Regions from separate parts of the Sus scrofa genome. Here region 2 is linked to region 1. Evidence: chromatin contacts called from public Hi-C data. All regions are on one chromosome and are shown on one strand. The core of a region is the stretch at or near the end of the contact, and the rest is flanking DNA. Distances in the headings are between cores, read along the strand shown. Region 1 holds the start of TOP3B (DNA topoisomerase 3-beta-1). Region 2 holds the start of YPEL1 (protein yippee-like 1).

Region 1 (5,326 bases), core at 2,655-5,154:
CAGTAATCGCAGCCCAGGGACTAACTGACTAAGAGACCAAGGGCTTCCTTCACGCCTGACGTCCCAAACAGAACCTACTCCAGCGATCAGGGGTCACCTTTTGGGAAAAGAAAGGGATGACATGCAGAGCAGTCCCTCGTACCTCGGGAGAGGATCCTGGCAATGGATTGGGCCAGGGACGGCTTCTCTGCGACCATGAGCACGGTCTTCATCCTGTCCCAGTGCCACCAGGTCCTGGCCTCACTCCTTCACTGCTCTCAGGGGAACAGCAGCCAAGCAGCTCAGATTTTGCCCTAGAGCAGCCCCTTACTGCTGCCAATGCTGACTCCTAAAGAGAAAATATGCAGAAAACAGCACTTGAAACTGGAACTTCCACCACTAATAGGCAAATTCATTCTGAACAACAAAACAAACATGAGGCAAGGGAGTTCCCGTCGTGGCGCTTTGGAAACGAATCTAACTAGGAACCATGAGGTTGTGGATTCGATCCCTGTCCTGGCTCAGTGGGTTAAGGATCCGGCATTGCTGTGAGCCGTAGTGTAGGTCACAGAGGCGGCTCAGATTCTGTGTTGCTGTGGCTCTGGTATAGGCCGGTGGCAACAGCTCCAATTAGACCTCTAGCCTGGGAACCTCCATATGCCACAAGTGTGGCCCTAAAAAGAAAGAAAAACAAAAAAACAAAAAAACACATGAGGCAAGAAACAGAAAACTCGGGAGTTCCCTGGTGGTCTAGTGGTTAGGATTCAGTGCTTCCACTGCTGAAGCCTGGGTTCAATCCCTGCATGGTCTGGGAACTGACAGCCCACATCAAGCCACAGCCAAATAATAAATAAATAAATAGATAGACACACACACACACACACACACACACACACACACGCATGCACAATCACCTCAGAGAAAAGAGTTGAGATGCCTCAAATGACAGCCAGACCATCTGCAGAGGGGCTCGCCTACCTGACAATCAGCCCACTTGTCGGCATCACCCAGGGCCCTGATCTGTGTCCACTCCCATCATCCCAGACATCTCCTCCTCCCTCCAGAGTCATGGTCGTTCCTGCTTCCACCTTGGTCTACTTCCTCTGACTCCCTGCCCTCTCCCTAAAAACCACTGCTGCTGCATCCCCCCCATGGATGGTGTGTGGTTTGTGATCTATGCACCAGCACTCACTGAATGTCTGCTGAATGAATGAACAACCAAAGCTGTTCTTATCCAGCCTCTGTTCTGCTATGGGAAGTGTCAGAGGCCCAGGACCATCCAGAGACTCCCCTTCCCCAGCCCAGAGACACCAGAGGCCAGAAGTGGAAAGTGGTGGCAAATGGAGATTGCTCTGTGAGGGCTTCCAAGTTTCCCATCCCTTCCAGAGTAGGAGGAAGGATTTATCCTATGATGTCCCCTCAGTTTTTCTCGCAGTAATATCACAAGTGTAGCCAGTAATTGTGGTATAATTGTTCTGCCAGGGTCCTTGGGTGGGGGCCGTGTTGTGCTGCTCCGCAGTGGGAACTGCACAGTCGAGAGTTCAAGTTTGTGGCCCTCACCTGTCTGGCCTCTGAGAGCACCCCGGGGGGAGATGCCTTGCATCCCTGCAGCACTTACCACTCTAAAAGTAAACTCCAGGAGAACAGGGGTGTTACTCCAATGGCAAGGAGTAGATGGTGAGCAAATACTACTGAATGGATGATCGCTGAAGATATAAAAGAGTGATTCTACCTGCAAAATGAATAATGAAAATACTTTATCATGTTTAAAATTTAAAAACTGGGGAGTTCCCGTTGTGGCTCAGCAGGTTAAGACCCTGACATAGTGTCCGTGAGGGTGCAGGTTGGATCCCTGGCCTCACTCAGTGTGTTAAGGATCTGGCATTGCTGCAAGCTGTGGCGTAGGTCACCAGTGAGGCTTAGATCAGGTACAACCATCTTAAAGAGGAGCAAACTAAGACTCAGAGGAAGCAATTTTCCAAAGTTTGGGGCAGAAATGCATGCTGCTCTACTTCTAGCCAGGTACTTTCCCCCCGCCCCCCAACTGCACCAAGCTCTACCTCTTAAAAAGATTTCTGCACTCTCAACAAATGTTCTCTGATAATCTTGAGGCCTCCCTATTTTTCCATGAAGACATATCTCCAATTTCAAAATGGAAGCCAATGAGAACAGAAGCTGAAAACAGTGGTTTGCAAAATTTCATTTATATACCATCTTAACATCTTTGCTTTACTGATATTATTATTAACTTAAGGTTCTGCCTTTAAGAAAAAGCTTGAATATATACAAAAGGGAAATTCTATAGCCTCTTAGGAGCTTAAAGCCTGTAGTCAATAACCAGAACTAGATTCTTTCCAGTAACCTACATGGCCTATCGTGTTTAATTTCATTTTTGTTTTTTCGTCTTTTTAGGGCCACACTTGAGGCATATGTAGGTTCCCAGGCAAGGGCTCAAATCAGAGCAAGAGCTACCGGCCTGTGCCACAGCCACAGCAACAAGGGATCCAAGTTGTGTTTACAACCTACACTGCAGCTCAAAGCAATGCTGGATCCTTAATTCACTGAGCTGAGGTCAGGGATTGAACCCGAGTCCTCATGGATACTAGTTGGGTTTGTTACCACTGAGCCACAACAGGAACTCAAGTTCAATTTTGTTGCCTGCCAAAGCTCTGAGCCTGAAGTTTGTCCTCTATTGCATAAAAGGAGATTAGCGAGTGCTAAGAGGATATTAACAGCAAACACCCCAAATTAAGGCTATAATTAGAGGGCTGAAAATCAAAGGAAGTAGAGGTTAACTTGTTATAACCCTGGCCACTCACAAGACAATGGTATGTGTCTTTTGGAAGCACTGTAGATAAAGTCCTTTACCACCAGTGACTTACACACAGGTGGATCACACAAGTGGATCTAGCCTGGGAATGGAGGCCTAGCAGTGGTCTGTTTATCACTTAGAGCCCTAGGGTTTCCCGCCTTAGTCACTTTATCAAACACCTATGGAGTCAGGAGGACAAACCACCCTTTAAGCTCCTCCTCTGCAGCCATGCTATAGCTGAAAACACAACTGTATTTTATCTTGCCAGCAATGCTACAAGGCCTACGTTGTAATTTTTGAAACTGGGTAGACTGGGAGGTTGAAAACAATTCAGACTAGTGTCAGGTGACCTTTGTCAGGGCTCTAGGGACCCCAGAACTCGCTGGCCACCGAGCCCAGGCTGGGCTGAATTTTCATGACCTGTTCTTTTTTTTTGTCTTTTTTGGGCCAACCCGTGGCATATGGAGGTTCCCAGACTAGGGGTCTAATCGGAGCTGTAGCCACAGGCCTAGGCCACAGTCACAGCAACGCGGAATCCTTAACCCACTGAGTGAGGCCAGGGATTGAACCCTCATCCTCATGGTTCCTAGTCGGATTCGCTAACCACTGCGCCACGACGGGAACTCCATGACCTGTTCTAAGGCTGAGGGACAAAAGAGGTAAAATGAGGCCTTTGTGAGAAAGTACTGCCTGGATTCCAGCGAATTTGTTCACAAAAGTGCTCTCCCTCCCTCCTTCCTTCTTCTGCACCAACCACTCCCCGTGGAGAAACACGCCCCGGCTCCCTCCAGACCGAGCTGGGCCGGGGGCAGCAGCGGAGCCTGGACCGCGAACCCCGAGTCTGTCGCCCGCGGCGCGGCCCCACCGACGGCTCGGTCCACAGAGGCTTCAGGGGCAGCGCCAGCTCCCTCTGGGCGCTCCCAGCCCCGCCCAGCGGGAGGAGGCGCCGAGAACCGGAGCCCGGCCTGGACCCGCTCCCGAGCCGCCCGCCACCCGCCGTCCGCCGCTCACCGCGTCGCGGATCCCGCTCCGCCTCTCCCTCCCCGCGGCCTTCGGCGACCTGCTTCCGGGTCCGGCCGCGGACGTCGTCCCCCACGTGCCCTCCGGCGCCGCACGCCGGTGTCTGCGGGTTCCGAGGCGCAAGCGTTCCGGGGCACATCCTCCAGTCGGCTCTAGCCTAGCATTCCGGGTCCGCAGGGGTTCCCAAACCCCGCCCTGGTTTCGCCCTGCTGCGGTCCGCAAGGGGTTCCCAAACCCTCCGCCCCATTCTTCCTGGCCGCGGGGAGGCAATAATGACAATTATCTACAAAGATGAAAACTGGATAAGCGTGAAAACATATATGTTGTTCATAATTAAAAACTAAAAACTACAGATGTGTGTATAGCAGGCTTCTTTCAATGCTATAAACATCTGTGGAATGAATGAATGATCTATGTAAAACATATCTGGAAAACGAATTGGAATATAATCGTCTCTTTCGTGTTAGAACTATAAGATTATGGAAGATTTAAAGTAATTTTTATGGCTTTATTTTTACATATTTTACATAATAGAGTGCACACACTTCCTTTGCTCCCCTAGACATCTCCCCCAATTTGCCTTTATTGAAACCAGCCCTGACAGATGCCCTGGAAAAAGGAAAGTTCTATGGCCAAATTAAGATTGGGAAATGCCCAAAATTCTGTCACCATGAGATCTCACTCTCAAAACAGAACTGCTGATTGCAAACCCCCTCCTTGGCAGGTTCTCCATCTCCAAAATGGCAATCCCATCCTCCTGGTGGCTCAAGCTGCAGGCATTCCGGATTCCTCTTTCTCACACTCCTTATCCATCACCGTCTTCAAAATATACTTGAGATCCAATCCAGCCTCCTTGCCTTGGCTGCCACCATCCTGAGCCATCTCCCTCCTGGCCCCCACATCACTGCCTTGTAGTCTGTCTCCATGCAGCCCCCACTGAAGGTGGCCAGTGCTAAGGTCGAGTCCCGGGTGTCATTAGCTGCCAGAGAGGCAAAACCAGAGCTCCTCTGTCACTTAATCCAGCTCAGGGGTTCATTCTGCAGAGCAAGAGGAGGGACCTGAGGGCTGGACAAGAGGAGGGGCTCTGAGTGGTCGGCTCCAGAAACGCAGGGGTCTCCATCAAGCTGAGAAAGTGCAGTTGGCCTGTACACTCTGCAGCTGAGTCCTCCCCACTTGCCTCCTGGGGAGCAGCGGTCTGGCCACCCTGGGGCCCCTTACATGGACAAATGAGTCAGGTTGAGAAAAGTCCTTAGGCCCCCCTCACTGAGGTGCTGGGGTGGTGGGTGTGATGGCTGAGCTCCTGGGTCTCCTTTCTTTCTGGTTGGACACAGGCTGGGCCTTGGTTTTCCTGATACTGTTAATAGTTAACATCACCCTGTGCTTACTTTGTGCTGGGCCCTTCTCTGTTTTTTTTTTTTTTTTTTTCTTTTCTTTTCTTTTTTTTGTCTTTCTAGGGCTGCACCTGTGACATATGGAGTTTCCCAGGGTAGGGGTCAAATTGGAGTTATAGATGCC
Region 2 (5,943 bases), core at 3,025-5,524, 170 kb before region 1:
AAGTCACACTGAACCTGTGGGCTGGCAATGACTTTTTTTTTCCTTGTCTTTTCAGGGCTGCAGCCATAGCATATGGAGGTTCCCATGTGGAGGTCGAATGAGAGCTGTAGCCACTGGCCTATGCCACAGTCACAGCCAGAGTAACGAGGGGTCCAAGCTGCATCTGTGACCCACACCACAGCTCACGGCCGTGCCAGATCCTTAATCCACTGAACAGGGCCAGGGATCGAACCAGTGTCTCATGAATGCTAGTCAGATTCCTTTCTGCTGAGCCATGATGGGAACTGGAGGCAATGATTTTTTAAAGTTGACAATCCCATTGGTGAGGGCACTGGCAATATTTCCATTTGGTAGCACCCACTGGTGCTCCCAGGCACAGGCCCCCAGACCCAGGCCGATCCCCCTCCAGGCTGACTGGCACTTGTGCAAAGTAACCAGGAAAATGCTATTACAGTATTGCCTGTAATAACAAAGCAGGTCTGGCCAAGGGCACTGAGGAATGGATCAGAACTGTTTTCAAGGCGGGGCCTCACTGGGCAGGAGGCTCTGGGAAGGCGAACTCCTTCTCACCAGCTATTTCGGTAACTTTATTTTATACATGTTTTTTAGGGCCAAACCCATGGCATATGGAGGTGCGCAGGCTAGGGGTGGAATTGGAGCTATAGCTGCTGGCCTACGCCACAGCCATAGCCACTCCAGATCCAAGCCGTGTCTGCAACCTATACCACAGCTCATGGCAATGCTTGATCCTTAACCCACCGAGGAAGGCCAGGGACTGAACCTGCATCCTTATAAATACTAGTCAGATTCATTTCCCCTGAACCATGACGGGAACTCCTGTTTTGGTAACTTGAGATCTTAACAAGTGTAAGGTACTGACTACAAACACACACAAACATAGCACATGCGCACACAGGCACAGAGAGGTCTGGAAGGCTTCTCATCAAAGGGCAGGTATACAATTTGCCTTTGGTGGTACCAGCTTCCCTTAGCACACAGGCACGTCCTTCCTACTTGAATTAAAGGTGAAAAGCTTTTTTTCCACGTCTCACAAACTGCAGCTTTGTTGGACCTGTGGATGTGCTGGGAGGAGCTAGAAGGCCCCCTCCCTCCTACCAGCTGCCTCCTGCGCCCTCAGCTGCAGTGCCCACACTCATGGCCTCCCACCTGGCCCTGGCTCCCCAGCTATGGACCCATCACTCCTCCCACGGCCGCCTCTCCCAGATAGCTGATTAATGCCTTGGGTTGGGGCTGAGCCTTTCTTTTCTAAGAACCTGTGAAACCTTCTTTCTTATTTCTCCCACTAGTAACTAAGTTTCCCAGCCGTGGCCCTAGGATACATCCTAGCCTTTGCCTGCTTCCTTGCTAAGAGAAAAGGTACAGGAATGACACAGGCAGTGCGGCCATCTTTTCAGCCTAAAGGGTAGGGACGAGACTGGAGGACTGGAAGCAGGAGGAAAGAGGCAAGAGCAAGCATTCGAAGCAAGGGAAGGGAAAGCCCTGAGACACAGAGAGGAGCCAGATGGGGGCTAATGCTGGGGGTGGGGGGACAGTGTGCAGAAGCTTGGAGGACAGGTGGCACCACATGGGAACCAGCAGGTGGCCTGGCAGGGACAAGACTGAGAAGGAGCTGAGTGGGTACCGGACCTGTAAAATGGGGGTAAGGCCTATGGTGACCCAGAGAATCACACCAGGTGTCACGATGCTGTCACTTTGGCAAAGGGCTGGCAAGATGCCTCAATGCCTCACAAACCCCATGGGGACCCTGGTTCGGAGGCTCTGCAGGTGCCAGAGCAGGGGTCCCTTCCCAGGTATGATGAAGCTTGGCTCCGTGATTTCATTTTTCTATCGCCTTCCAACACGCTTTCAGCAGACCTGGTGCTATTACAGGAGGGATGTCACCCAGCAGTCAACTGGACCTCGTCCTCTCGACTTCTCTCCGGAATCCCACTCACACTGCTTTCCCCAGAACCCAGAACTTTCTCCATCCTCCCCTCAATTCTCTTGTCAAAATTTCCATTCACTCCCTGGAGGTTTCACTGATTAGCAAATCTAAATACTTTCTAAAGAGTTAAAACCAAGTGATTCTCAAATGAAGAGTGTTAAAGATGAATGGTTTTAAAGCAAGATTTCTGCTTCTGTACCTTTGAAACTATTTTCCACTCATCAGTCTTCCAGGGAGAGAAAGACACTGAAACCACCATGACAAGTCCCTTGCTCCCTCCACCCCCACCACTGTCCCCCTGACAGAGGGTTCTGATGGAACCTAGTGGAGGAGGTAGGAATCAGACAGACAGGAACACGGCTCTCAATATAAAGAGTTTTATAAATTTTAGTTCTTCAAAAGTGGAAAAAATATTGCTTGGAGTTTAAAGAATGTATCTTTATCAGTTTTTAGTTTTGGCAAACACACCATGGCAATGTGGGGCAGTCACAATGGGGACACTGGGTGTGGGGAACGTTGGGACTATCTGTACTATCTTTGCCACTTTCATCTAGATCAAAAGTTATTCCAAAACAATATTTAAAGGAGTCCCGTCGTGGCTCAGTGGTTAACGAATCCGACTAGGAACCATGAGGTTGCGGGTTCGATCCCTGCCCTTGCTCAGTGGGTTAAGGATCCGGCGTTGCCGTGACCTGTGGTGTAGGTTATAGACTTGGCTCGGATCCTGCGTTGCTGTGGCTCTGGCGTAGGCCAGCAGCTATAGCTCCGATTCGACCCCTAGCCTGGGAACCTCACCTCCGCATGCCGCGGGAGCGGCCCAAGAAATAAAAAAACAAACAAAACCAATATTTAAAGTCAGAAAAACTATGGGGACAAAGAATGAATATCTAAATTGATATATCTGAGTTCCCTTTGTGGCTCAGCAGTTAATGAACCTATCATTCATGAGGACATGGGTTTGACCCCTGGCCTTGCTCAGTGAGTTGAGGATCCGGCGTTGCCTTGAGCTGTAGTGTAGGTGTCAGAAGCCGCTCCAATCCCGCGTCGCTGTGGCTGTGGTATAGGCTGGCGGCTACAGATCCGATTGGACCCCTAGCCTGGGAACCTCCATATGCCAGGGGTGTGGCCCTAAAAAAAGACTAAAATAAATTTAAATATCTGATTCACTTTACTGTACACCTGAAACTAATATAGCAATACAGTAAGTCAACTATACTCCAATAAATAAAAAATCAGAGACTATTAATCAGATTGGTAATTAAGATCATTTGCCCAATCAGGCCAGGCCCTGTGCTACAGCTGCGGTAAGACATGGATTCCCCAGGTCCTGGATGAGGGGTTCCCACCGTGGAATAACTCTAGCTCCGTGGGATGCAAGGGGAGGGCGGTGGGTAGGGGGTGCCCAAAGGCTCAGAATTAGCACCCCTCAGACCAAAGCCCACGGCCAGGGCTTGGGGAAGCAGGGAAGGATTACAAAACTCCACACGGGGATGGAGCAGACTCCTGCCACATCTCCTAGAGCAGGGGGGAGGCTGGAGCGTGCGCAGGTGACACACCTGAAACTGATCCCCAGAGGAGGTAAGCTCAGGTAGTTTAGCAGAAAGAGGGACTGGAAGGTAGAAAGAGTACCATTCCTGGTAAAGGAAACAACAGGTTGAGGGGTGTGTTTCGCGGCGAGAAAGGAAGAAAAAATGCAACCGAACAGAAAAAGCTCGGGGGCGGGGACACTGATTCCTCTGAGGCATCGTCCCATCTTCCCTCCCTAGAGCTCCAGCGCCCGCAGGAGGCAGGCCCGGGGGAGGGACCACGGTTTTGGGGAGCTTAGGCTGTGCAAGCTTCGCACCCACAGAGCCCTGGTGGTGCCACAAGTGGTGGACGAAGGCGAGCGTTTCACTTCGGCCTCGACCTTCACGTGGGGAACTCGAAACGCCCCCTTTGCCATGAACTCGCCGGGAGGCCTCTTTTGTCCTCATTTCCCTCCCCAGTCGAGACCTTTTTCTAGAGGGAAAAGCCTATTACCATCGGGCGCGGAGCTCCTTCCATCCCTTCTCCGGGTCAGGGGGAGAGAGAACGGGGGAGACGCTCCCGGTCCCGCCGCCCTCCAACCAGCCCAACGACGCCCGGTGAGCACCCCCGGCCCGCCCTACTCACGGCCGCCCGCCGGTCCGCGCCCCGGCCCGCAGCGCCCATCGGCACGGCCTCGCTCAGCGCGGGCGCGGCTCTCCGGAGGGCCCGGCGCGGCCCGGGACGCGCTGCGGCGGTTGGCGCCTGGGCCGCGCGCGAGACATCCCCGCCGCCGCCGCCCGCGGGCCGCCTGCCCTTTGTTTTGGAGCTGCGGCCCCGCCGCGCCGCCGTTAACGGCCTCGGAGCGCGGCACCGGCCAATCAGCGCCCGGCCCCGCCGCAGCCCAGCCCCGGCCCCGCCCCGGCGCGCCTCCTCCTGTAGCTCGGCCCGCTAGCCCTCTGCAGGGCGGGGCGGGGCGCACGTGCGCCGGGGCGCGCCGCGCTCCCATTGGCCTGCCGGCGGAGCGCGTCCTCGGACCCAGCCTGTGAGGGTCGAGGGGCGCGGGGTGGGGCCTGGTGGGGCGGGCTCAATGAGGAGCTCAGCGCGCCGGCGCGGATTGCCTTGGGTTGGGCGATCCGCCTGCACGGGTCTCGGGCGGTGGGGACTTCGCACCCCGGAAAGGCCCCGGTCACCCGCTTTTCCCGACATTCGTGCGTTGGCCGAGAGGACTGGGAACCTGGGGCGCGAGTGGGGCTTCCTGGCCGGACCCCTTGGCCACCCCATCCCGGAGCGAGTCCTCCGCGTCGCCTGCCCAGACCCCCTCTAGTTCGCTCGGAGCCGCTGGACTTGAGCGCCTCGGATTGCGCACCTGGCCTGACGGGAAGCCCTTGGCCCGGCAGCTCCGTCTGCCCCTTAACCGCACTCCGTCCCCCAGGCCTCCCTGGCGGTCTTCGTGTGGGTCCCAAAGCCTTTCTCCCTAGATTGGTGTTTAAATCACGTCGTCAGCACCACCATCGCGCACCGTCGAGGTCACAGTGTAGATACCATTTTTTACATGGTAGCACCCTTGAAGCTTCTTTCCTTTTTAGGATACAATGTATCTGCACGGCTCTCGGTGGCTTGGGTGAGCTCTGATTCACTGTTAGAGAGCGGCTATGTTTCCACAAGCCCGCCGCACAGGGTCTTGAAGCTGGTTCCTCAAAGGAGTGTCAGCATCTCTTCATTAACTATTAAGCCTTTCAGGTCTCCTTCAATTTCCAACTGAGTTTCTTTTTTCTTCTGAATTTCAGAATTCCTTAGATTGTTTTAAATATTAACTTTTAGTTGATTTTTTTTTTTTTTTTTTTTTTTTTTGCCTTTTCTAGGACCGCTTCCCGCGGCATATGGAGGATCCCAGGCTAGGGGTCCAATTGGAGCTGTAGCTGCCGGCCACAGCCACAGCCACAGCAACGCGGGATCCGAGCTGCGTCTGCGACCTACACCAGAGCTCACCGCAACGCCGGATCCTTCACCCACTGAGCAAGGCCAGGAATCGAATCCGCAACCTCATGGTTCCTAGTTGGATTCGTTAACCACTGTGCCACGACAAGAACTCTTTTTTCTTTTCTTTCTTTTTTTTTTTTAAGGGCAGCACCCACGGCATATGAAGGTTCCCAGGCAAGGGGTCTAATCAGAGCTACAGCTGCCGGCCTACACCACCACAGCAATGCCAGATCATTAACCCACTGAGCGAGGCCAGGGATGGAACCCACAACCTCATGGTTCCTAGTCGGATTCCTTTCCGCTGCACCACGACAGGAACTCCTTAACATTTAGTTGGTTTTCCATTGCAAATATATTTTCTCAGCCACTCCTTTCTTGAAAAAAGAAATCCTCGTTTTGATGTGAGCCATAGTTTATATAATTTTGTATCCTGCTTTTTTCTGTTTTTGCAGATATTTTTTTTCCCAAGATGTGCAGAAGTTCCCTGGCCAGGGATTGAAATGGCACCACTG

The links. A called contact is a pair of places that touch in the nucleus more often than the background predicts.
Region 2: a Hi-C map of liver shows a contact between it and region 1, with 2.7 times the contacts expected there. The contact joins the promoter of YPEL1 here to the promoter of TOP3B in region 1. A contact is called at or near these places in 7 of 47 Hi-C or Micro-C datasets (blood, brain, embryonic fibroblasts and 3 more) and 1 of 2 datasets of contacts at active chromatin or transcription factors (alveolar macrophages).

What each region holds. Positions count from the first base shown.
Region 1 is chr14:50,018,990-50,024,315 of Sscrofa11.1, reverse strand. TOP3B (DNA topoisomerase 3-beta-1) reads right to left here and starts at 3,904. Exons shown (of 19, transcript XM_021072739.1): 1 at 3,803-3,904; 2 at 1,598-1,711; 3 at 143-328. The coding sequence starts at 212.
Region 2 is chr14:50,188,972-50,194,914 of Sscrofa11.1, reverse strand. It overlaps YPEL1 (protein yippee-like 1), which reads right to left and starts at 4,274. Exons shown (of 5, transcript XM_003132989.4): 1 at 4,097-4,274.